Linked DNA regions of Rattus norvegicus: region 1 is linked to region 2. Evidence: chromatin contacts called from public Hi-C data. All regions are on one chromosome and are shown on one strand. The core of a region is the stretch at or near the end of the contact, and the rest is flanking DNA. Distances in the headings are between cores, read along the strand shown. Region 1 holds the start of Abca15 (ATP-binding cassette, subfamily A (ABC1), member 15). Region 2 holds the start of Rexo5 (RNA exonuclease 5).

Region 1 (6,664 bases), core at 899-3,398, 520 kb before region 2:
ATCTATCCTATGTTTATACTAGGTACACACGTATAATTGGGGAGACAATGAAATCCAGTCCTCACGCCATGGATGGCACAGCAGGGGTTGACATTAAAACCACAGCTCTCATCTTAACAGGAATAAAAGATAGTTTATTCTGGAGTCATTATGAGTGACCATGGTTCCAGAACACAGATTGGGGCTCCCCAAATTTCATGTTTGAGTGTGGAGGCGATTTCCAGGGGTTTTGTAGCTTTAGAGAACAGTGAAAGTCATAAATCGTGGATGGTAACTTTTAAGTGCAATGGTGGGCACATCAGAGGGGTGTGTCCAACAAGGTGCAGAGAACCATTGTATAAGCTCTGCTACCTGATGGCATCTTGGCTCCTGCACTGTTGGAAGCTAGTGAGCTGCTGTGCTAATAGCTTCTGAGAGGTTTTCATTTATTGTCATGAAGTGTTAGTTTAGATACAAGCATGGCTGTGCCTGAAGCTAAAACTAGCCCAAGATTAAGGTAATTAGCTTCTGCACCTACAAAATTCTGGCCTCTCCACAGTATTTAAATCCCAGCTGGCCCATCAGTCTCTGCAAACACAGACTCCTTCCCAGAGGATTTTGTTGTTATTGTTGCTTATAGAGCAATTTTTTTTCAGGAATTTTCATTCACACAGGCAATTCTCAACAACCCCCTCGCCCTACTTGAAACTAGGCTATTTAGATCCAAATTCCTACCACTGGGAGTAGCACCTCTATCAGTGAACTTGCACAATTGACAAGAATTTGGGAGGAGGGAGCTCTGAGGAGAAGAGCTGGAGAGTGATCAGATTAAAGCCTTGATGTTAAAGTGAGGATGAATCTGAAAGAGATGGGCAGTTCCAGGGACTATAATCCAGATTCAGGCACAGCAATCAAATCAGGGGCCCAGTTAGTATGGAGAGAGCGAGAGAGAGAGAGAGAGAGAGAGAGAGAGAGAGAGAGAGAGAAACACGCATGCACACACACACAGAGGGGGCAGACAGACAGACAGACACACACACACACACACACACACACAGAGAGACACACACAGACACATTCTCTGGAAAAATGATGCTTGAGTAGACTTATATTATTATTACTAGAAAAAAATCTCTACTACTGTCTTTAAATTTATTGTGTGTATGCATCACATGGCCATAAATAAAAATAAAAATAGTATTAAAGATACACCCCAAGCTAATGGAAACCAAAAGAGTACAGAAGTAGCTGTGTTGGTTAAAACAGACACAAAGCCAAGCTTGCTGACACATGCTTGTAATTTTAACTCCTCAAGAGGCTGGGACAGGTGCTCATGGAGCCTGAGCCTGCATCAGGTGTCTTTTCTGATCATGGTGTTAGGAAAGTTTGATATAAATAAAAGGTAGTATTTTTAGAAAATTCACAGGTATATGGAAATTAAACACCATGCTTCTTTTGAGTAAAAGAGTAAATGAAGACTTTTTTTTCAAAGAAAACAATTACTAATATCATGAGACAAATGGGAATGGCAAAAACATGCTAAACTTAAAAGATGTAGTAAAATAATCACTCTATCAGGAAAGCTTACAGGATTAAACTTTACACCCCAGACTTTCAGAGAAACAACTTAACAGTACATCAGGGAACTAGAATAACAAGAATAAAACTACATGAGCGCAAGGGTGAAGTTCAGGAGCCATTGCAACCACATCGTACACAGCCCAGTCATCTCATTACTCTGTGTTCTGGGTAAAGGAGAAATGTGGGGTTAATCCCCTCCCTCCCTTTAAGACAGGGTCTCATTGTGTAGATCTGGTTGATCCACAACTTCAGGAGCAATGACAGGGCATCCTGCCTTTTTACCTTTAACCTCTGGTGACCTTACACCCTGAGCTGTGGTTCTGACATTATCCCCATTCCTTAAATAGGACAATGGTAAATGGCGAGAGAAGCAGCGAGAAAGGGAAATTGAGCTCCCAGAATATTTGAAAGCAGTGTGAGAGCAGCAGACACACAAGGGAAGACTCACCACTACTGCTCCAATTTCGCAACCTTAAACCACTAGCGCCTTATCCACTGGAGAGCATCAGACTGCCCAGTTCTGGAAGCTCTTCCTGCACACAAGCAAGGCCTTAGCTAACCGTCTTGCAGGGCAGCGCTCTTTCTTCCAAGGTCATGGCCCCGGATCTCGTGCAACGAATTAAAAGGGCAGTCATGGGTGGACCCGAGGCACGTGCCAGTGCTGTGGACCGTTGAGAAGAGTCAGGTGCGAGAGAAAAGAGGCACGTGCTGGGGAATGGGCTGGGAGTAGGGGGAGCCAACACAGCAGAAGGATCACGGAGCAGATACCAAAACCATATAATTCTCCTGTTCCCCACATAGCACGTAGTGGGTGGGGGCTCGTGGGGAGCTGCAGGTCTTCACTAGAGTTAGCAAACCCAACCTGGAGCCAGAGAGCCCTGGCACAGAGCCCAGCCCAGATCCTGGCTTGTTCCAAATTCTTCTCAGCAACGCCTATCATTCAGTCCACTACGCACCATTCTTCCTTTCCACACGTAGGATTGCCTTGTCCACAACCCCAGCAGTGTGGTGTTTCACCCACTCCCTCCTTTTTCCCTCCACCTTGTCCATCTTTCTGTTTCTCTGTCTCTATGCCGTTTCCCAGTCTGGGATATCTATCCACTCTTAGTTCCAAGTCCTCACTGACTTAACCGTGAACCCGGGTACAGGAGTTGCCTGAGCCCTTTGCCCTCGGCTATGGGCTATGAAGACTCTCCACCTGCTTCATCTGGGTTCATCGACTGTCCTGTCAATCACTCAGTGGGCTCCACCTCTGTATCATATATCCTGGTGCTATATAGGTCCATGAATACCCACTCATCTTGGCTCTACCCATTCTCATACCCTCTTTCAGTGTAGCTTCATGTTAGAGTCACAGATTCTGAGTCTCTGAGTTCTGACAGTTCTGACAGTTCTGACAGGTACCGCAAGTTCTCTACGCTTGATATGCGTGATAGGGTTTTATTCTTGATTTTGGTACCAAAAGGAGTGGGGACTAATGTGACTTTACACCTTGTCAGGAGAGGGCGCTGGAAGAACACTGTAGAAGATGATCTCCTCTGATTCACTTTTTTTTTTTTTTTTTTAAATTGGCTCTGACCTGGCAACCTGCCAGCAGCAGCTTGGCCGGCGTGCCTCCCCGCCCCCTCACCCGGGCACACAGGACCATCAGGGCCGCAGCTGTCTGGTGCTCAGCGAGAGAGAGGCTGCCAACAACCCAGCCCCATCAGCTGTTTCCATTCGGCCAGCTTGGGCGCGCAGGCACTCAAGAGCTTTGCTGCTTAAAGAATTCGGGCAACTACTGGGGTCTAGAGCTCACGACCTTCCCCACACTGGGGAGTGGACACCGCTGCCCTGTGCTTGTTCCTTGGATGTTTTCGTTCATTGGCGATAGTGCCGGGAGTTCATTTAAATACCATCGATAAACTTTCCCTGTGCAAATTGTAGTTTGGCATCTTGTCTGTAGGGGGAAACAGTGACTATGCATCAGTTGCCTTGGTCAAACCTTTGGGCACCTGCCGATCTCCCAATGACAAAAAATAAGTAGCAAAACCTACTTGCCGCAGACCTAAGGCGACTCAATGATGCTGTCATGAAGATGGACAGGAGAAGCCTCCACACACATTTTCTAATACGGAGAAAACCCCAAGGAAAGCTGCTAAGGCATTTAATATACATGACTTCTGGATATCATTCTGTTGTCAGTTGGTGAAGTGGGGTCTGAGGTTTACAGGTTTCTAGCCTCTACTCCAAAAGAGTAAAAACAAGGACTCACATAGATTTGCAAAAGGAGCAAGATACCCACTTGCACGCCCGATTGTGAATAGACATAAGATGTGACTAGGAGATTCTCTGTCAAAGCTCACTTTAACAGAATTTGTATTGCTGGGTATGCATCCCAAACCAGTTCAGGCCATACCAGCCTTTATACTCTTGTTACAAGGATATGTCAGAATATTCTTGGATAGTAACCACCTAATTTTGATTTTTGCTGGAGGCAGAGAAATTGCTAGTATGGTTCACAGAGCCAAATCAACACAGGTAGGGGTGTGAGTGGGTTCCACGGTTCCATAGTGTGCACTGCGCACAGACCGTGTGTGTGCACAGTTCATGCGGGCAAAGGAAAGGGATGCCAATAGTGCTATGACAAGAGTGGGCATAGGCATTACCAAATAGGGCCCCAGGGCACTAACCTGTGTCCTATGCTTGCCTGCTTCAATTTTGTTATTGACAGTATCAACTGAGGATGCAAAAGCCTTGAACGAGCTGCCCACAGCACAGCAGCCCCAGACTGTTTGCTGGGCGATTCTGTGTTGCCCACCCTACTTGACTGTTTCTCGGACTGTGAGTGCTAGAGGGAGGATTAGCTTCTCGTAATGCTCACCATATGCTTTCCCCGCCTAGACTGTAGGGATGCATCCCACCTTCTTTCTATCTTAGAGCTGGGTCAGAGTAGGAAAGAAGATGCAGGATAAGAGCTTGAAGGGGCTCGAGACCCCATATGTACAACAATGCCAAGCAACCAGAGCTTCCAGGGACTAAGCCACTACCTAAAGACTATACTCGGACTGACCCTGGACTCTGACCTCATAGGTAGCAATGAATATCCTAGTAAGAGCACCAGTGGAAGGGGAAGCCCTGGGTCCTGCTAAGACTGAACCCCCAGTGAACTAGACTAGTGGGGGGAGGGTGGCAATGGGGGGAGGGTTGGGAGGGGAACACCCATAAGGAAGGGGAGGGGGGAGGGGGATGTTTGCCCGGAAACCGGGAAAGGGAATAACACTCGAAATGTATATAAGAAATACTCAAGTTAATAATAAAAAAAAAAGAAAAAAAGAAAAAAAAAGAAGATGCAGGATTCTTCTTTGACGTTTTGTTTTTGAGACAAAGAGTTCATGTAGCTGGTCTCATGGCTTCTCTGTAGCTGGGCTGGCCTTAAACTCCTGGTCTTTCTGCTTCCACCTCCTTAATGACAGGATTACAGGTATATGTGGCTCAAAACACACTATTTTTAAAAAGTTTCCTTTCCATTCTTAGACTTTCATGTTCTTAGTGCAAAGACTCTTGATTTGACTTGGGGAGATTACTATTCAGCTGACCTTTTAACTTTTAACGTCAGCTGTGTTTACCCAAATGTATGTGTGTCCTGGGAAAGGCGATTTGCCTGGGGCCTGATCTTCCTCCAGTGCACACTGAGCTGCTACAACACAATGACATTGTTCTTCATGCCATCACATCTATACCACCATCCTTTCTGAATGTTTCTATTCTCAGGATACTCCAGAAAAAGGACCTTCTCTCCACCCTGGCAAATGCTGTTTCTTTCATGTTTCTAGGAGGGAGAACAGGGTATTTCGGAAATCTAGCTTGAAGATCTGCACATGGTAGATATACAAGCGATTCATCTAAGTCTTTAATGAAGGGGATACATTTTTAATGTAAATATATTTACACAAAGTTATATATACATACACACACATCCCTCTCCGAACCCAAGTGCATTTGAATGAAGACGTCATAATCTCCTGTTGTAACTGAATCTCAAGGCACTGCTTTCTCATAGCCACTCTCTGTGTTATCTGGGTTGGCAAAGGTCAGGAAGACTTGCTCCAGGGTGATCTGACTGATGGAATAGTCTTCTAGATTGTAGTCCTCCTTCGCCTTCTCCAGAATGCCGAACACCTTCAGCAAAAAGCAACAGAAAGCATGCAGTCTCTGAAACATTGCCTCTAGTCCCCAACCCAGAGGACTCACTCCTTCCTCTTCCCAGTGTTTACTGGATTCACAGCAGAGGACAAAAGACTCCAGGAGGGTGAGAAGGAAACGCCGGAGAAATAGGCAATTGAAAAACTAAAGGAAGGTAGGTCCTTGTTGCAGTTCTTTTGAGTGACCAAGGCTAATAATAGGGTTTAGGGGCAGAAATAGAAGGCAATTAAATTCTAAGTGTATTTGAAACGTAATATAAAAGTGCTAGTACATCCACAATGCTAGGCGTGATCCCACTGCCTGGATCCCCGGGGCATCATAAGTGTGCTTCTAGCATTAGTGCATAAAGTGCATGGTTTCAGCCATCACCTTTCCCCAGCTGTTGTCCTTGCTGGGAATGTAGTAATTAAGGATCCCTTGATTCTCTTGCTTTAAGTCACTACCTACGACAAGAAGACAGACAGGTGAGTAAACTTAGAAGATTTCATTTAAAATCGCCTTAAATAATGTTACATCTGCATAATATTATATACAAGGGAGAAACTAGTGGGTCAACACATAAGTGGATAGAACAGAGTATCTAAAGAACATGAGCCTTATGGGGACATTCTCATTCTCATTTAGCCACCACATACAGTATGGCTAAAGTATTTACAAGATTTATTACTGATGGAATCGTATTATTATATGGAGTACATCATAGTTACTGAGTATACTTTTTTCAACTCACTTGTCTAATGTTAGATACTACCCTTCCTAAAACGAATGTTAGGAGCCTTTATCGCTCAACCAGTGCTGAGAATGTGGTCTGGGGCAACTAATTCCAGGTCGTGCATTTTCATATGATGCGGCTTTGGAGGAAAGCAGGAAAAACACCACCTCAATGTTAGTTCTTTCTTCTGTGAAAACGTCCTGAATT
Region 2 (6,915 bases), core at 2,038-4,537:
CTCTAGAAACCAGTGTGAAACCTCTGATCCATGCATGGTTTATCTCATACCTGGGTTTAGGAAGAGTGGATTTACCCAGAATTGCATACTTCAGCAACTCACACAGCTGTCTATGGGTTACTTCACAATTGTCAGTAAATAAAATGGTAGATAAGCGAGCTTTCTGCAAAGACAAATTAGAATTCAGCAAGCCATAATGCTCAGAAATGGTAAAAAGGCAATTATCAAGTTTCTGATAATTTTAATATAGACAAAAACACAAGATCTGTTCTAAAGAATTGAAAATAAAGGTCTAAAATAGTTACTTGTAGTATGTTATTAGAATATTCATAAACATTGGTACAGTTTGTGTATTATGCATACTTGTATGCTTACAGTAGGATGATTAAAATATAACTATCCAAATGCATGCTTTCAAGAACTCTATTCCAGGAGGGAAAACCACTGCAGGGGCCAGTACTATTATAAACACATAGAAGCAAGTGGCCTAGGGTTTACAACAGTGGTTCTCAACCTTCCTAATGCTGCAACCCTTTAATACAGTTCCTCATGTTGTAGTGCACCCCAAAACCATGAAATTATTTTCAGAACTGCAATTTTGCTACTGTTATGAATTCTACTCTATTAGATATGCAGGTGATCTTAGGCAACCCCTGTGAAAGGGTCCCAAACGGGTTTGGGACCCACAGGTTGAGAAACACTGATTTAGAGTTTTGGTGATGGCTTCTTTTAGTAGCCTAAGGGTTGGAGTTCTGGTGATGGCCTTTTTAAACTCTGGGGCCAAGCCATGCCATCTAGTATGGCTTGGCTGGATCCAAAATTGTAATATTGCAAGCCATGACAGTTACAGTCGAGACAAAGTAACTAAATCACAGATCAGGGTCACCTAACCTATCACAATCAGATTTATCCCGTGGCAACAGAAAATTTAGGGAAACTCCCTGGTTCCTTTAAAAAGGCTTTGTCACATACTTATTTTAAAAAATGATGATGAATGGATGATGAATGTTTTCCCAAAAGAGATACATCTAACTAAAACCAAAGCTTTAGTTAAATTTGACAATTTATTAGTGGTTATAGGCCAAATTTTTAAAATAAGTTTAAATATTTGTCTATTATATATTTTAAATTGAAAAGGTTTTATACTTATGCCTGATTATTAAGGTAGTTTTTGCTTATTATAAAAGACTCAGATAATAGAAAAAGGTGAAATAAATTCACAATAGATAAACACCTATACAACTCAGATAATTATTACTTTTATTTTTTCTGGGACACTGCAGATATTATGTTTAGGGGTTCAAGCATCATATTACCCGACATAAAGTACCTTGGACAAGCTCCTTAACCACTCTGAGACACAGTCTTCTTACCTGCGTGTATAACTATACTTCTATCTTGTGAGATTGAGAGGACCAGTGAGAGATTGCTATGAATATATCAGTGCTAGGCACCAACACACCTGAAGTACTTAACAAATATCAGATATCATGGCTACTTTCTTCATGGCTGTGCTGGCTAGTTTTATATCAAAGTGATCCAACATAGTCATCTGAAAGGAAGGAATCTTAACTGAGAAAATTCCTTCCAAAGAAGTGGCCTCTAGGCAAGCCTGTGGCCATTTTCTCAATTGATGATCCATATAGGAGGCCCAGTTCATGGTGGGTGGTGCCCCCTGGCAGATGGTATAAGAAAGCAGGCTGAGCCAGTCCTGAGGAGCAAGCCTCCTCCCTGTCTTCTGCATCAGTCCCTGCCTCCTGGTTCTTGTCCTGAATTCTAGTGAAGGAAGGATTGTGATTTGGACATGAGGGCTGAGATAAACCCTTCCCTCAACAAAATCCCTTTGATTTTGGGTCATGGGATCATGGCATGTTATCACAGCAATAGAAACCCTAACTTGGGCTAAGGTTAAGTATTTACTATTAACCACTTTTTTGAGTGGCTGTTCTAGGGACTTAATTCAGGATACATGCAAGACAAGTCCTCTACTACCTATTGAGCCACATTGCCAACTCTTAGCCATACACAGTTTTGAGAAATTTATTTGTACTAAATTATTTCTTAGAACTTTTAAGTGGGAACTTACCACTGCTCCCATTTTATAACAAAGAAATGAAGAAATGGGTAACAAAAGCACAACTGGAATGCAGACCCCAAAGATGAAGCTTTTTTTCATCTCTGTACTACCCTTTCCCCAAGGGACTTTACATCCATTTGCTTTATAACCTCCCCACCCTAATCTAAATTTTTTCCCTATCGATTATATAACCACAACTTTAACATGAGAAAATGGTTCAGGCTAAATACACTTTTAAATGTATAATAAAAATTATATATTAAAAATTCTCTTTTTGATGAAACATTATAAAATACAAATATTAGGACATCCTATTACTGATATCATTCATCCATCTAATCATTTCCCTAGGATACATTCCCCATCAAAATGACCATTCATACTTTACTTCTTCATAAATATTGTATGAAAACAGAGAATCCTGCTTAGGTGTACATGAATATTCCTGGAACATTTTCTGTTATACGGATCTTAATAAATATTTGTTAAATGAATATTCTGTGTACCAGACACTGTCAGTTTTAAACTATCCGTAGAGCCTAGGATAGGTGGCATCCGGTTGACTCAATTTTACAGAGCAGAGTTCAGTGAGGTCAATGGGTGAGCCGTTATCCTTGTGCAGGGACCCTTCTGGAGAAAGTGACTCCTAGCCACAAGTGACTTTGGGCAGGTTTCCTGGAGCTCTCCTCTGCTCACCTTGGCTTGAGGCTCTGGATCCTGAACATCCCACGAAGGTCTATCCAGCTCTGTAGTCAAGGCCGAGTTCGGGGTCTCCTTCCTTTTCCTGGGGTTCTCCTCCTCCTCTAGCTCCATCAGGCTGTAGGGAAAAGATCAGGTGGAGCTGAGGACCCGCAGCGACCAGGAAACCGCGTCCCAGCGGCTCTCCAGCGAAGCGCTGTTGAGGCGTGACCGTTTATTTTTCCCTCGAAGCAGCTCGAACCAGTTTACTACGCTTGGCTCTCATAGAAAAAGCCGCGGACCTACGCCTTTTCCCTCAGTGCAGACTATAAGTCCGCGTTTCCTCAGTCTCAGGCGTCGCGGAGTTCGAAACGCTCCCTGAGGCGCGTCCTGCGCAGAGCGAGGGGCTCCCCCTCCACAAGCGACTGTCCACTCCCCCCAGGTCCCGAACCAACCCTAGGCAACGCCCCACAGACCGCTGCTGAGGGCCGCCGCTGCCCTACAGGAACCGGCTTCGTCTGCCGCGCCCGCGTTTAAACAGACCGGAAGTGAGGGCGTCCGACTTCCGGCCGTTGAACTCTGCGAAACGTAAGGTCCGGGATGGCGACCAAGCGGCTGGCACGGTACGCTAGGGGTTTCCCCTCAGGGTGGGCGGCGGTCATCCGCAGGCGTTTGGTCTGGATCTGAAAAGGGTCCTGGTCTTCTCGGTCTCGGGCTCCAACTCGCCTTTCGCGCCAAGTTGGAGGAGTCCGAGAAACCCCGGTCCTCTGCGTGGCGCGCTCTATCAGGTCTGTTAATTCATGGCCCCTGGGAACGCCTGGAATGTATGTGACAGCGCTGCACACTGTACTCAGACTGGTGCCACCGCACCTACTGCGTCCAAGTGACCTGCCTTGTCCAGTTTTATTGTCAGAATTACTAGAGACTCTCTCGTCTTTTGGATACGCTGTGCACATTTGACATTTGTGGACACAGTGTGAACTTGCCAGGCATAGTGGAACAGGGGCCTACAACACCAGCGTGGCAAGTTGGAAGCCAGCCGGTGTCCACATGGAGCTGTTCAAGCAGGCTAGGGCTATATAGTGAGACCGTCTCAAAACAACAAAACCAGATCCAAAACAAACCCCTATCTGATGTATTAATGAATAGCATGGGTTTCAAGAGTGAAAAGTCTTATCAAAGGTTAACATGCTATAGCTATCTTTAGGCAAATTGTTTACTTTTCTCGTGCATAAAATACATGTTGCAAACATATCTTCCACCTAAAATTGTTTAAAAGACATCACCATCCTAGTTTAATATTTGCTGAAAAAGTGACTAGTAAATATTAGTTTTTCGTTCCAAATCCCTATATTGGCTGCACATCTTGTCTTTTTCAAATAGCCAAAGTAGCTATTCCAGGTGTCTGCCTAGTTAAAATTGTGTTCATCAACATTTGGGACCTTTCTTTCTTTGGACTGCAGTATATTACTGTTGGCAGTCTTTTATCATAGATTCTTCCAGTAGTACTCTGGTAATCTTACTTCCTCCCCTAGATTTTTAGAGTTTAGGAACAGGCTCCATCCCCTTAGAACATAGCGAAGGCTTGGAAAATGCAAAAATAGCAAAATCTCTGTAGTGCATCTTTCCAGTCATTTGAGTTCCTCAATAAGATTAGTTGCTTGTGAAGCTCATTCAGGTAAAATGGACACTAAACTCAAGAGAGGATGGCAGTTAGCACAAAGACCCAAGACTTAAAATCTATCCCTAGTTTCCTTCTGTCAGCACACAGCTGTTGTTTGAGACAGGGGCCTGCTATGTGCTGTAAGCTATTCTTAAATTCAATTTTGCCTTGGCCTGCTGACTGCTGAGCTTACAGCTGTGTGTGCCCCTACACCCAATTCCACTCGCAGTACATTAGTGATGATTTCACCCTTATTCAGGGCCATTAGTTTGATAGTGCATTCTAACTGGAGTGTAAATGGGTTTATTAATCTACCTGTGTCTTGCATTTTTAGGCAGCTTGGATTAATTAGGAGAAAGTCAGTTACACCAGCAAGTGGAAATCCAGGAGGAAGCAGATTCAGTAAGTCCCATGTTTACTTTGCAGTTTGAAGCCTTGCTCTTGGAACATGGACAGGACCTCTGAATACCACGGTCTTTTGCAGGACAGCTGTATGACTACTTAATTGTTGTTGATTTTGAGTCTACCTGCTGGAATGACGGGAAGCACCACAGTAGCCCTGAAATAAGTAAGTTTGGATTGCCAGTGGCCAAAGCTGGTGCTCTGTGAGTCTTTTTTTTTTTTTTTTTTTTTGGAGCTGGGGACCGAACCCAGGGCCTTGCGCTTGCTAGGCAAGCACTCTACCACTGAGCTAAATCCCCAACCCCAACCGTGAGTCTTAAATGTTCTAGATATAAGCCAGTCAGTGAGAAAACAGATGCTGTAAGCTTGAAGTTTAATAGAAAAACTCACCTAAAAAAAAGAATAAAATACCAAATACCTGAATGTGTTATGCAAAGTAGCTAGTTGTTTTAAGATGACATTTAAAACTTTGATTAGATAAAAACTGAAAAAACTGGCTTTGCAATAACACAGTACATTTAACTCATGTCTTCATGTTTAATTGTAAACAAAATAAACGTGCTTTGACATTTTGACTTATTTCCGGCACGGCTTTATTCTAACTTTGCTTCTCACTGCTTTGGTTATTCTGTAAGCCTTTGCTGGAATTAATTGTTTAATAATGCTGTTATGAAAGCAGTATGTGTTTAGGGTGATTCACATATTCAGGCCTGGTGTGGTGGGACACACCCTTAATCACAGTACTCGGGGCACAGACAGGAGGATCTCTATGAGTTTGAAACTAGCTTAATCTAAATCACTGGTTCTCAACCTTCCTAATGCTGTGACCCCTTATTACAGTTCTTCATGTTTTGGTGACCCCAACCATAACATTATTTTTATTGCTACTTCACAACTGAAATTGTGCTACTGTTATGAATCATAATATAAATATCTGATATGCAACCTTTGTAAAAGGGCCATTTGAACCCCAAAGGGTATGTGACCCACAGGTTGAGAACTACTGGTCTGTATAAATTTCTAGTCCAGCCAGGACTAGAAAGGCTCTGCCTCAAAATAAGTATATAATTAATAGACAATAAAAATAAATAAAATATATCTGTGTTAACCCATGATTCTTTTATTCAGTTGAATTTCCAGCAGTTTTGTTGAATACAGCGACTGGAGAGATAGAATCTGAGTTTCATGCTTACGTTCAGCCTCAAGAACATCCAATTCTTTCTGAATTTTGCACAGAATTGACAGGGATAAAACAGGTATGATGCAAATTTTAGAAGCTCAAAAATGTCAGCTCGTGAAAGAAAAATAAAAGCTACATACCACTTGGAATTAAATTAATTCAGCGTTAGGAGAAATGCTATCTCCTCAGAAGACCACTAGAATCCTGAAAAACTCAGAAGAGTGCTACAAACATAAAGGCCAAGAGTTGCAACTCAGTGTGAGATGTTCACCTAGGATGGGGGAAGCCCAGGGTTTGCCTTCCGGTTACTTTTACAGAACTAATAATGTGACACACTGTCTTTATTTCTGTGAGACTGGACTTACAGATCACACTTCTGTGAAACTTTAGAGTTACCAGCCTAGTTTCTGTTTCCATGGTGAATTCAAGTCTGGACTATTTCTTGCCTGAATGTGTTAAATCTTCTCACTAGGTAAACTCGGTCAGTCAGAACCTCTTCTCCGTTCTGCCCCCACAGTGCAGAGTTGCGATAAATGCTCAGTGCCTCAGAAGTTCATTGTTGAGCTCAGATTTGCGGCTCTCTTATCAGGTTCAAGTTGATGAAGGAGTCCCCCTGAAGATCTGCTTATCTCAGTTCTGTAAATGGATTCATAAGCTTCAGCAGCAGAAGAAAATCAGTTTCGCTACTGGGGACTCAGAGCCTTCTACTCCTGAAGTGAAGCCCTGTGCTTTTGTTACCTGGTCAGGTAAAGCATGAGCTATGCCTATAAGTCACTCTGGGTGGTGCTAAGGCTGAGGAGGTAGCTCAGCAGGCACAGTGCTTGTTGAACAATCCCAAGGATCAGGGTTGGCATCCTCAGACCCCATGTAGAAACCGCATGGACATAGTGGTCCATCTGTACTCCCAGTACACTA

What was found. Hi-C and Micro-C count contacts between places; a contact is called where the count stands out from the background.
Region 1: a Hi-C map of the A7r5 cell line shows a contact between it and region 2, with 6 times the contacts expected there. The contact joins the promoter of Abca15 here to the promoter of Rexo5 in region 2. A contact is called at or near these places in 5 of 12 Hi-C or Micro-C datasets (the A7r5 cell line, the Rat2 cell line, frontal cortex and 2 more).

The regions. Positions count from the first base shown.
Region 1 is chr1:184,113,501-184,120,164 of GRCr8, reverse strand. Abca15 (ATP-binding cassette, subfamily A (ABC1), member 15) reads right to left here and starts at 2,148. Exons shown (of 31, transcript NM_001106293.2): 1 at 2,009-2,148. It overlaps Abca14 (ATP-binding cassette, subfamily A (ABC1), member 14), which reads right to left. Exons shown (of 31, transcript XM_039101172.2): 30 at 6,115-6,188; 31 at 5,450-5,721. The coding sequence ends at 5,581.
Region 2 is chr1:183,596,427-183,603,341 of GRCr8, reverse strand. Rexo5 (RNA exonuclease 5) reads right to left here and starts at 3,287. Exons shown (of 20, transcript NM_001079706.1): 1 at 3,211-3,287; 2 at 2,774-2,894; 3 at 51-163. The coding sequence starts at 2,890. It overlaps Eri2 (ERI1 exoribonuclease family member 2), which reads left to right and starts at 3,356. Exons shown (of 9, transcript NM_001191114.1): 1 at 3,356-3,378; 2 at 4,753-4,820; 3 at 4,903-4,986; 4 at 5,949-6,076; 5 at 6,590-6,746. The coding sequence starts at 3,356.